Regions from separate parts of the Capra hircus genome. Here region 1 is linked to region 2. The links are chromatin contacts, called in public Hi-C maps. All regions are on one chromosome and are shown on one strand. The core of a region is the stretch at or near the end of the contact, and the rest is flanking DNA. Distances in the headings are between cores, read along the strand shown. Region 1 has its middle 24 kb from the start of PSEN2. Region 2 overlaps ITPKB (inositol-trisphosphate 3-kinase B).

The links. A called contact is a pair of places that touch in the nucleus more often than the background predicts.
Region 1: a contact with region 2 is called in a Hi-C map of blood, with 9 times the contacts expected there. The contact joins two enhancer-like sites. A contact is called at or near these places in 3 of 5 Hi-C or Micro-C datasets (all in blood).

What each region holds. Positions count from the first base shown.
Region 1 is chr16:28,377,047-28,383,034 of ARS1.2, forward strand. No RefSeq gene overlaps it. Among named protein-coding and RNA genes, the nearest start is that of PSEN2, 24 kb to the right of the region's middle. Within about 2 kb of position 3,140, at least 2 of the 5 cell types and tissues checked have an H3K27ac peak or open chromatin away from gene starts, as enhancers often do.
Region 2 is chr16:28,196,830-28,202,678 of ARS1.2, forward strand. ITPKB (inositol-trisphosphate 3-kinase B) reads right to left here. Exons shown (of 8, transcript XM_018060231.1): 7 at 5,791-5,849; 8 at 1,729-4,935. The coding sequence ends at 4,720. Among named protein-coding and RNA genes, the nearest start is that of STUM, 86 kb to the left of the region's middle. Within about 2 kb of position 3,797, at least 1 of the 5 cell types and tissues checked has an H3K27ac peak or open chromatin away from gene starts, as enhancers often do.

The sequences.
Region 1 (5,988 bases), core at 1,890-4,389, 180 kb after region 2:
TGGCGTATGTGAAGAAACAATGTCACAGCTGGGGGAGTGGTCAACCACAGAAGCCTGGAAAAGGGAAGCCCAGGGTAAACGTGGCAGAGACCAGCCAGGCACCATGGGTTGCTTGAGCTCAACATCATAAGCACCTATGATGTGCCACTGAGCACCTACTATGTGCTAGATACTAAATTAACCAAAGAGTAAAAGCTTGTGAAGTCTAATGTGGGATTTATAGGTAGTCCAGGGGAGAAAAATCTGTCAGCCTTCTAGAAACTCTGACTCTCCTAGCAGGCATTACACTCACCTGTTGTTGAGGGTGATGTTCAAACTATTTAAGTGATATGGCAGAGGTACTGACCAGTCAGGAAAAGATCCAGCAATTAATAACTTTTGGAGTCATTGGGAGGAACTTCCTGGTGGTCTAGTGATTAAGAATCCACCTTCCAACGCAGAGGATGTGGGTTCCATCCCTGGTCAGGGAACTAAGATCCCATATGCAACTCCCACAGACCACAGCTACTGAGCTGCTGTGCTGCAATGCAAGATCTCGAATGCCTCAGCTCAGACACGACACAGACAAAAAATAAATTAGAAAAAAACTTTTGTGGTGTCATGGAGTATGTATTTTGCTGAATATCCACTCTGAACGCAACCAGAGACCCCTACCCTTTACCCTGGAATTGTATTTCTTACCATACTTGCTCTGAACAACACCCACAAAAGAAAGGCCCCACCCCCACCCCATTCCCCACCCACGTCTGTTGAGTTGATCTGGCTGATAGAACTGGAGCACCGTATTTCTCATTGTAAGTGATGGCTTCATGGCACTGGTCTCTTGTGAATCTCCTTAGGTCCTATCACCATTGAGCTGTGGTGACCTCCTTTCTTTAGGGCCAGCCTAACTTGTGAGCCCCCTTCCCTGCAACTCTGGATCTCTCGGAGGTGCCAGGCAGCTGTTTTTGTTGGCTGCCATCTGCGCCTATGAGTGTGTGCTGGATCAGAGCAGGTACAGTGGCCTTTCAGAAGACAGGCCCGGAGCAGTCTTCTAAGAGGCTTCTTCTGATGTTGCAGTCATGCGGGGGCTCAGTACCCAGTAATTACAAACTGGTGGCAGATTTAGTCTCAGATCTCAATACCAGACACCGGGCAGATTAGCCAAGGGCTGCTACCTGGAGGCTTAGGTATTAGTATGAGAATCAAGCAAGAAGGCGATGGCACCCCACACCAGTACTCTTGCCTGGGGTAATCCCATGGACGGAGGAGCCTGGTAGGCTGCAGTCCATGGGGTCGCTAAGAGTCGGACAAGACTGAGCGACTTCACTTTCACTTTTCACTTTCATGCATTGGAGAAGGAAATGGCAACCCACTCCAGTGTTCCTGCCTGGAGAATCCCAGGGATGAGTGAGCCTGGTGGGCTGCCGTCTATGGGGTCGCGCAGAGTTGGACACAACTGAAGCGACTTAGCAGCAGCAGCAGCAAGCAAGAAAATGCTGAACGGTGGGAGCCTGGAGTGTCAGGGAATGGGAAATTAGGCAACCTCTGTGCGTGTGTGTGTGTATATGTGTGTGTGTGTTCATTTTCGTGTTTCAAAGATGCAGCAATTTGTGCTTCTGTGTCTGAAAGACCCCATTTGTGTCAGACTAAGTAGTGCCGGGAGCCCCCCTCCCAACTGTTGCTTGGGCTTCAGGTTCTCCAAAGTGGATTTCTTTTTCAGCAGTCTTAATCCTGGCTCTCCCAGACACGAGGAGGGTAATGATTGATCCTCAAACGTGTTGACATCAACTCTTTCCAAGCACCATTAGAGCTGGGGGCGCCATACAAAGGCTGAACATTAGCTGCAGACTGGCTGCTGGGCTGTCCTTAGAGAACAGTGGCAGCTGTTAGGGCTGTGCAGTGCGCTATGTGTGTGTTTGGAGGTGGTGTTGAGAGAAGCCCCTACAGCAGGGAGGGAAACGCACAGCCAGACCCTCATTTGGGCGCTTCTAGCCCAGGAGGTTTCTCCCAAGAACTGTGAAATAAATGAGAGCCCTTTAGAAGACCGCCTGGCCCAGGGGAGTCACAGAGCGTCAGCAGCAGGAGGCTGAGGACAGAATAGGTAGCAGGGGTTAGAACTGGGGTGGGGGGCGGACGTCCCTGCTGGTCCAGTGGTTAAGAATCTGCCTTCTTATGCAAGGGATGCAGGTTTTAGGCCCGGTCAGCGAACTGAGATCCCACATGCCACAGGGCAACTAAGCCTGCATGTCACAACGAGAGATCCGGCATGCCGCAACTAAGACCCAATGCAGTAAAAAATAAAGTAAAAAAGAACTGGAGTGGGGGCTGCCGGGAGACACCATACTTCAGACTCTAAGATGGGGGTTGCCCAGGCGGCTCAAAGAAGTGGTCTCTAACTAAAACAGCAAAATGCATGGAATTCCTGCACGGAAGAGAAAACTTATCTTAGAACTCTCACATTGGGTGAATGGCACGAGAGGACACAGGCCAGAAGAAATTTTCTCCAAGTGTGGTTTGAGGATCTTCTGCCTGAGAATAAGTTTGAAACCAGGGCTTCCTTGGTGGTTCAGATGGTAGAGTCTGCCTGCAATGTGAGAGACCCAGGTTCAATCCCTAGGAGGGGAAGATCCTCTGGAGAAGGAAATGGCAACCCAGTGTTCTTGCCTGGGAAATCCCATGAACAGAGGAGCCTGCTGGGCTTGTTTGGGGTTGCAAAGAGTCCATGGGGTTGCAGAGTCGGACACGACTGAGCGGCTAACGCACACTGCCTGAGAATAAAATAAGGTGTTTGCCAAAAAGGCAGATTCTTGGGCCACACCCTGGGCCTACTGAGCTGGAACCTCCCAGTGTGGGGCTTGGGTGTCTGCTCTTTCATCTGGTGACTCTTAAAACCAGCATGGTCCAAATGCTACCAGGAGGTCACACAATCCAGTGAGGAAGCAGAGGGGATGGCTTCTCAGCTTACTAGGAAGTACCACGGAGGAAGGCAAAGCAGATAAATGCATCTTCCTTTGGATCCTGAAATTTTTTTTTTGTTTTAAAATTTTACTTTGGTTTTGAGAACTTAAAATGTGAAGAGACAAAGGCATGGCTTCTCCACCTTCCCCCGCAACCCTCATCGGCCTTGAGTACTCTGTGAAAGGTGATCTGTTTTACCCCACCCTCACAGTCCATTTTCGGCAGGAACTTGACTTCTAGAGGGGTTCTCGGCCAATGTCTCCGAGAGAATATGCTGTTTCTGGCTCAGTGGGGTCTCCAGGCCTGAATACCCAAGGACAACACGGAGGACTTAAAAATAGAGGCAGGAGGTGCAGTCAGACAGAAAGGAGCTGGAGGCCTCCCTGGATTGACGCAGAATGATCCGCACACAGGAGCCTGACGCCCTCTAGTGGCAATAAGCCGCTTCACAGCCCTGGTGGAGGGGCAGACACACTGACAGGGCTAGATGCCCTCCAGGTAGTAACAAACGTTGGGTGACAAGGCGCTGGAAACGCCACCTCCCTAAGATTCTTGACTAGGGGTAGAAAGAGGAAAAGTTGTGCTCCCTGGGTTTTCCTGCTGCCATGTGATTTTAGAATGCACTGCCATAAGGCATACTGTTTTCACAAGTGCCTTCCATTATCACTGGATTTTAGACTCTTCTCATTATTTCTTAGGGAGATTAAGGCTCGGTAGTTGCTCAATCATGTCCAACTCTTCGAGATCCCATGGACTGTGGCCTGCCAGGCTCCTCTGTCCATGGGATTTCCCCGGCAGGAATACTGGAGTGGGTTGCTATGCCCTCCTCCAGGGGATCTTCCCAACCCAGGGATCAAAGCCGCATCTCATGCATCGCAAGTGGATTCTTTACCCTCTGAGCCATCGGGAAAGCAGGCTACTACTAAAAAATCCACACACAACATATAATCTGTAAATATATCCAAGCACCTCAGACTGCCACAGAGAGAGATCTGTCTTTGGGAAGGCTATTCTCTCACGGGGAGATCAGAGATTTAGGAGAGGTCTCCAGGGGATGGCATAAGAGGAAGGAGAGGCATCCAGACCAGGAAACCTGGCTTAATCATTCCAGGTACTCTCTATGGGGACAGGTGTCTCTGCTGGCTAAATTGTCCTCTTATCTGAAGATATCAGCTCAGGTACACTTGAATCAGAGAAGGTACTCCTTTGTATACATTCTGAGAAAGAAAATGCACAGAAGAACAACTGATATAGGTCAATACAAATAAGATTCTAAAGTGCCTACTTTGGATTTGAAGGAAATCAGATTGTGACTAAAAGACACCAGGATTTTTGTAAAAGCTTAAAAAGTAAGCGCGAATACCACCACACGGCCATCAGGACGGCTACTATGAAAAATTTTTTAAAAAGAGACAGAAAGACCAAAAGAAAGAGAGAAATGAAAATGTCTTGCTGAGGATGGAACTCTTATGCAATGTTAATGGGAATGTAAAATGGTGCAGACATTATGTGGAAACCAATTTGGTGTTTCCTCAAAAAAAATTAAACATATATGATCCAGCGATTCCACTTCTGGGTATATGCCCAAAAGAATGGAAATCAGTGTCTCGAAGAGATATTTGTCCACCCATGTTCATAGCAGCATTGTTCACAATAGTCGAGATGGAAGCAACTCAAGTGTCCTTTGACGAATGGATGGATAAATACAATGTGGTCCATCCTTACTATGGAATATCATTATCTTAAAAAGGAATGAATTCTGACACGTAATAACATGGATGAACCTTGAAGACGTTATGCTAATTGAGATGAGCCAGACACAAAAGAACAAAAATTGTGTGATCCTACTTATATATATGACTACTTATTCCAGTAGTCATTATGGATGTGAGAGTTGGACTATAAAGAAAGCTGAGCACCAAAAATTGATACTTTTGAACTGTGGTGTTGGAGAAGACTCTTGAGAGTCCCTTGAACTGCAAGGAGATCCAACAAGTCCACCCTAAAGGAAATCAGTCCTGAATATTCACTGGAAGGACTGATGCTGAAGTAGAAACTCCAGTACTTTGGCCACCTGATGGGAAGAGCTGACTCATTGAAAAAGACCCTGATGCTGGGAAAAGATTGAGGGCAGGAGGAGAAGGGGACAACAGAGGATGAGATGGTTGGATGGCATCGCTCACTCGATGGACATGAGTTTGAGCAAGCTCCGGAAGTTGGTGATGGACAAGGAAGCCTGGCGTGCTGCAGTCCTTGGGGTTGCAAAGAGTCGGACACAACTGAGCAACTCAACTGCCATATACAAGAGGTACCTAGAGTAGTCAAGTTCAGAGACAGGAATTGCATGGTGGTTGCCAGGAGCTGGGGGAAATGGGGAGTGGGGAGTTGTAGTTTAACGGGGATGCCGTTTCATTTTACAAGATGAATTGCGTTTTGGAGAACTTTGGATGATAATGATGTGTCAATGTGGGTTCGTGAATTATAACAAATGTACCACTCTGATGCAGGATGTTGATAGTAGGAAAGGTTGTGTGGAAACAAGGGACTATATGGGAACTCTGTGCTTCCTGCTCAATTTTTCTGTGAATCTAAAACTGCTTTAAAAATAGTTTAGTAATTAAAAAAAAATTTTGGAGATGGATAGTGGTGATGGGTACCTAACAATGCAAAACATACTTTAATACTACTGAACTGTATTCTTAAAAATTGTTAAGATGGTAAATTTTATGTTATATCTATGTTACCACAATTAAAAATAAAATTACAATAAAAAACAAAAAACAGAAGCAGAGATGGTCTAGGAACAGATTACAATTTGGGAACTTTAGAACAGTATACATTTTAAAATGTTATAACTAGATTTTAAAGTGTTTTAAAAATATATTTTAAAGTCTATTTTATATGAACAAGAAACAATTTTTTAAATTTCAATAAAGAAAAGTTTCTAGAATAAGATGGTTATTAGGCAAAGACAAGAAGAACATGTGGTAGGCAAAGGGAAGGAAGAAGAGGGAATAAATGTTAGGGCCCTTGCTCTGAAGGAACATC
Region 2 (5,849 bases), core at 2,547-5,046:
GGCATCTGTGTGCCCGAAAGCCATGGTCACTGGGGGTGCTCAGTGACCCCATCAACACTGCCTGGGCGCCTACCCTGTGTCTGGCACTGCAAAATGTGGAAAACTGTAGTCAAAAGGTCGAGTCTCTGCTCTCGGAATGGAGGAGACAGACCCTAAGTCCTGTAGATGGTTTGGAACCCTGAGCAACATGTGGGAGATGAGTGTGGCTGGGGTGCACTTGCTTTAGCCAGGGGTTCAGAGACTTTTCCAAGGAGTTAACATGGGAGCCAAGAGCTAAAGGATGGTTCTCTCTGCTGAGGTTCCCCAGGGAGCAAAGCCTGAGGAGGAGGCTTGCTTCCTGCTTGTCAGAATGAAGCCCCACTGGATCCTCCAACTTACAAAGATACCCTTTCCCCTGCCCCCAGAGCCCCCCAAGGACGTGGGGTAGGAAGGGCAGCACGCAGATGGCGCCCAGCACCGTGGTCTCCAGGGCCTTCATTCAGGAAGGTGCAGGGCGTGTAAAGTCCGTGACAGGCACGCTAAGGGGGTCTGTAACAGCTCAGATTTCTCCAATGAAGGTTCTCAGAATGAAGACCAGCTGCTGGTCTGATCTAATAGGACCTTTGGAGAGCTGCATCCATCAGGCCGGTGGGCGTGTGGTGAAGGTACAGGGACCTAGTGACCTGTTCTTGTCTCCCATTGGGGAAAGGTTTGTACCACGGGGAGCGGGAACAAATTCCCCAGACTTCAGGGTTACACAGGCACAGGCCTGGGCACGTCCCAGGGCTTTGGGCTGAGAGGAAAGGAAAGGCAGGAAGCAGTTGGGATGAACCTGGTTGGAGTCCATAGAGCTAGTGTGGGGCATGGACAGAGATGAGATACAGGCGTGAGAATGAGCACAGTTACCATGGGATAACCTGGGGAAAGCAGTCCAGCCAGGAGGGACAGAGGTGCCAAGGCACTGTGGCTGCTTTGTGCTTTTGTCCTGTAATTTTTCAAAATGATAAGGATGAACCAGCCCCCTGGATACAGAACGCTGGGTTCTGCAAATGAAGTGCCAGCAATCCAGAGCTGGGAGAGGCCTGAAGGGAAGGGCACGTCGAGTCCTTGAAGTACTGCCAGGGCTCCTGCTCTCCATGGTCTTCCTCGGCCAACCCAGCCCCACGGCCGTGCATTAGCCCACCAGACCCTCGCTGGGGGACTGTTTCATGCCAGGCTTGGTGCTCAGTGCCTGGGATGCGTGGCAAAGACAAGACAAGCTCTCTGCCCTCCAGACATCCTCCCAGGGAGGGAGAAGACAGAATTGGTTTTGAAAACAGGCAAATTCTGGATCTGAATCCCTGCTTCCCACTTATTACCCAGGACAAGGCATTTGTTCTAAGCCTCAGTTTCCCCACTGGTAGACTACACAGCTTTACTCATAGAGCTGATACTGGGATCCAAGGGGACTAGAGACGTGAGCACCCAGAGCCAGGCTGCATAAACAAAGGCTGCTGGCAGCTCTGCCAGCTCCGCCGGGGAGCATACTGTGGCTTCATCCCTGAGCTACTATGTGAAGTTTTCATGGGAACAGTAGAAAAGAGTTTTGAAAAGTGTTTAAAATCCTTTGCTGATTAAAATATTACCCAATCTGACCCCCACACCTGGGAGTTGTCATATCCTCCAATTTACAAAGATACCATTGCCCCCGCCCCCAGACACCCCTCAAGGTCGTGGGGTGGTAAGGACAGCACACAGATGGCGCCCAGCACCATGGTCTCTAGGGCCTTTATTCAGGAAGGTACAGGGCGTGTAAAGTCTGTTTGACAGGCACGCTGCGAGGGTCTGTAACAGCTCAGTTTTCTCCAATGGTGTGGCAAGGAGAGGGGTGCAGAGGAAAGGAGAACACCTAGGGGAGTCTTCCTCTCCAGAAAAAGGCACTGGCAGGGGGTGAGCACCTTGCTTCTTCCTAAGCAAGGGCCTGGGTTATATACACACGGGGGTTGACCAGACGCAGAGAAACTCAAAGCTAAATACAGCTAACGGTGGAGAGTCCGTGGGGAGTAGGGAGGGGAGGGGGACAGTAGCCAAGGCTACATCCGGGCTCTTTCCACTGGGTGGGAAAAGACGTTCAGAAAGAAGGCAGAGCTTTAAAGGAGAAACAACATCCAGCCTCTCAGACTTAGTGTTTTGTGCAATTGAAAAACCCACAAAATAAATATAACTTAAAAACCTCTTACATGATACTGAAAGCACATTTGGGACAAGCAGTTGAGAACCCACCCTCCACTGCTGAGCAGTGCTGAACCCCAGGAGCCCCAGGGCCCCACGGGGCCACCCACTTGTGTGCAGGTGTGCACACCTCGTCCCTCCCTCCTGACACCTGCAGGGCCAGGACCCAGGGGGTCCCCACCTGGACCGGGCTGGCTGGGGGGAGGTTTCCAGACTGCCTGAATCCCATTCCAGGATCCATCCATCCCGCTTGGACAACAGAGGAGTGGGGGACAGCGGGGAGAATGGGGTGCGAGAGAGGAGGTGTGCAGGAGAAATAGCACGGGAAATACAAACCCCTCAAACCCCTAAGTAATAGAATAACCCCACAGAGATACCACTTTCTTCCATTCACATATATACTTGTCACCCAAAGCAAAGAACTGCCAAGAGGAGGCCCTCTGGGGCACCTTTAATGAACAAATTACTTGTATATTAGCACACTGTTTGCAAACAACTGGCGTCTGCTTAAAGTGCTTGGAAAGTTTGTTCTCTTCAATTGGTTAAGCTGGTCCCCTGTAATTTTTGTTCATAGCATTATTTTGCTTAACAAACATTTTTTCATAGATAGAATGAGGGTAACTCGGCCAGCCCCTAGTGGGGGCTTTACATCTGAACTCATGATGTCCCAGACAGTTGCAGCACAGACCCCCGGGGTCCCTTCTGACCCAGCTGACCACAGCTCTCAGACCCCGAGCTGACTTGGGCACTTTTGCCTTCTAGGGTCACGTGGTGTCACGAGCTCTCCAGTGCTCAGCCAGGCGGGGGTGTGACCTTTAGCAAGTCAGCCCACACTGGAGCTCACTGCTGTTTTGAACAAGAGCCAGGAAGTTGAAAAGTGATTTCCTTTTTTAAAATCTGTACTTACACATCCTCGTGTGTCCCACCCTCTGCCCCCACCAACTGTCACTCACCCAGGATGAAAAGGGAAACATAAGTCACGTGGGCAAGTTGACAGTTCCCCCAGAGACCCTGGGTGACAGGGGGCAGCCCAGGAAGCCCCCCACTGTGGACTGGTCCTCCAGGCACACACACCTGGGGACACACCCACTCCACATGTCCCTGGAGCATCTCCCTGCAGAGCAATGGGTCCAGCCTCCTGCAGCACAGGTGAGCAACTGGGCCACAGCACCAACTGGCCACAGAGCTGGAGTTTTGTTCTTTAAAAGTCATGTGAGATTTACATCCTTCTCAATAATACAGACCTACTTGCTTTACAACTAAAATATGGATTACAAGTGGTTCCCTATGAATCTTCAAACAACCTAGTAACCCCAGGAAGAGATGCCTGGCACCTTCCACATATTCTGGAAGCTGCCCACACCACATTTGGGAAATGGGTCTAAGCCCTCCAGGTTGCTATTTCAGGGGGAAAATGATGCCAGTGAGCCAATGTCCTGCTTCCTCCTTGCTCAGTACTGGCCTGAGGCTCTGCCCCCATAACTGCTGGACACTCTGGGTTTCATGAGAGCCCCGGGTGTGCATCAGGGGGACCAGCTGGCACTAGGAAGCGGGGAGGTGAGAGGACAGGAGAGGAGTGTCCTCTGCAGGTTCTGTCTTCCCTTGGGGCTGCCTGGGCCCTGGCCCACTGCCATCCAGCCCTCAGGACCTCTCAAAGTAAGGAGGGGAGTGGGAGGCACAGGTGGGAGGCACATGTGGAAGGCCCTGGGGGTCAGGGGACATCTCTGAAAGCTCAGGTTTGCAGAATGTCCCCCTGAATTCATGCCAAGACCACAGAAGGAAGAACAAAGCTCCGGCCTGTGCCCTCCCGGGAAGCTCAATGTCAAGCGCACAGTCAAGTTGGACCTGGGACTTTTGGATCCCGGGTCTATCCCAGTGCTGGGGTGTTTCAATACCCAATGGGAGGGGTCCCTGCTTTGGCAGACCTACAAAGGCCACCAAGGCATCTCTAGGAGTCCCTCAGCTGATAAGCAGAGAGTCTTTCATTCACGGCCGACATTCTGTTCCCAGTGGTTTTGTGCCCCAAACACCAGAAAGCCTGGCAGCAGGCCACTACATCCAGAGCAACAGTCAGCCCATCCCCAAAGGGTAAGGCCACATCTAACAGTGCCATCATCCGCACCAGCCACCAGGGGGCAGCAGGCCCCCACAGGTAACCTGCCCAGAGGCTGGGGCGCTCTTCTGTTAGGGTCCCCTCTGGAGCCAGGAACTCCATGGCTGCCTGAGCCTCCCTCCAGCTCTAGACCCTACTGGTCACCCAGCAGGTGGCCAAGCCTGGGTTTGTGCATTTCTCTGCCAGTAGGAGATCCTACTGACAAAGAAAGTGGAATCCCCAGCTCCAAGCCCTTCAATTAGGAAGTAACTAGAAAATCTCATCTCTTCTACAAAGTGTCTTGTAGTGCCGATCGATCAGGAGGGTCAGTTCTGGGGCTTGCACCCAGTGGGGGCATGAAGGAAAAATTCAGAAGGAGAAGGAAAGCAAGGGCGAGAAGAGGCCAGGGCGGTGGTGAGGCGGGGTGGAGGGTGGCCTCAGGCGAGCGGGGCACTGGGGCACATTTCCGTCAGGATGTCAATGAGGTTGTTCAGGCCCGAGAGGTAACCGTCCTCCCGGTTCCCCTCCTGCCACGGGACATCGTGCTTCAGGGTCTGGCCCTCGGGCAGGGGCGTGGTTTTCCCAAAGTCGATCATCCACACCTTGGCCTGTTCCTTCTTGTCGTGGATGAAGAGGAGGGAGCTGCCGATGACCTGGAGGGGAGCAAGGAGATGAGGCTGGGAAGGGCCAGGCCCCGCCCTGACCTCACCCTGCTGCAGACCAGGCTCGGGAAAGTCAGAGACCTCAGTGTGAAGCGGGCAGAGCTGCACTCAGGTGAGGCCCAGAGCCCTCAGCTCCATGACCCCATTCTCTCCTGGGCAGCTGAGCCCAGGAGGGAGGCCATGCCAAGGGCAGAGTACATGGGATCCAGAACAAGACCACCCGCAGTGTGAACAGAGCCAGGGAGGAACATCCAGGATGGCAGACCCTGTGTGTGTGTGTGTGGACGCTCACACGTGGGCTTGGGCTCCCCAGCAAGTCAGGGTCTTGTGAACCCCTCCGGGTACTGCTGTCAGTCCCCAAATCCTCTCTCTCTCAGGCTCCCTGGGTGCTGCCCTCTGCCCGCAGAGGGAGGCAGGAGCCCTGCTCCAGAGTGGCACCCCAAGACCTGCCCGCCCTTCCTGAAGATCTCGGGGTGGTGATGGAGGGCTACTTGGCTACTGCAGCAGCTCAGAGATCCTCGGGTGTGGGAGACACAAGTCCTGCCACAGCCACTCAGAACGGAGGAGCCCCCGCGGTCGGGAGGGAGAGGGAGGAGAGGGCGATGGTACCACAGCTCGCAGGCCCTGTGGCCGTCCTAGGGTACCTGGCAGATGGCTGCAGTGTGGTTCCCGCGTGGAGTGAGGGACCTGACCCAGCTGCAGTCAGCCTAAGGACGACCCTCGGGCTTCGGGAGCAGGTCTGCTAGCGTGGGGGGCAGGCCCACCACTCAGGCAGGCGCGCCCCAAGGTCATGGCCCACCACACAGCACAGGTCTCCGCCCCTGAGGACAAACGCCTGACACCTACCTCGTGGCACTTGAAGAAGGGAGAGATTTCCAGGGTGGCCCGGATGTCCTTCAGCCTGT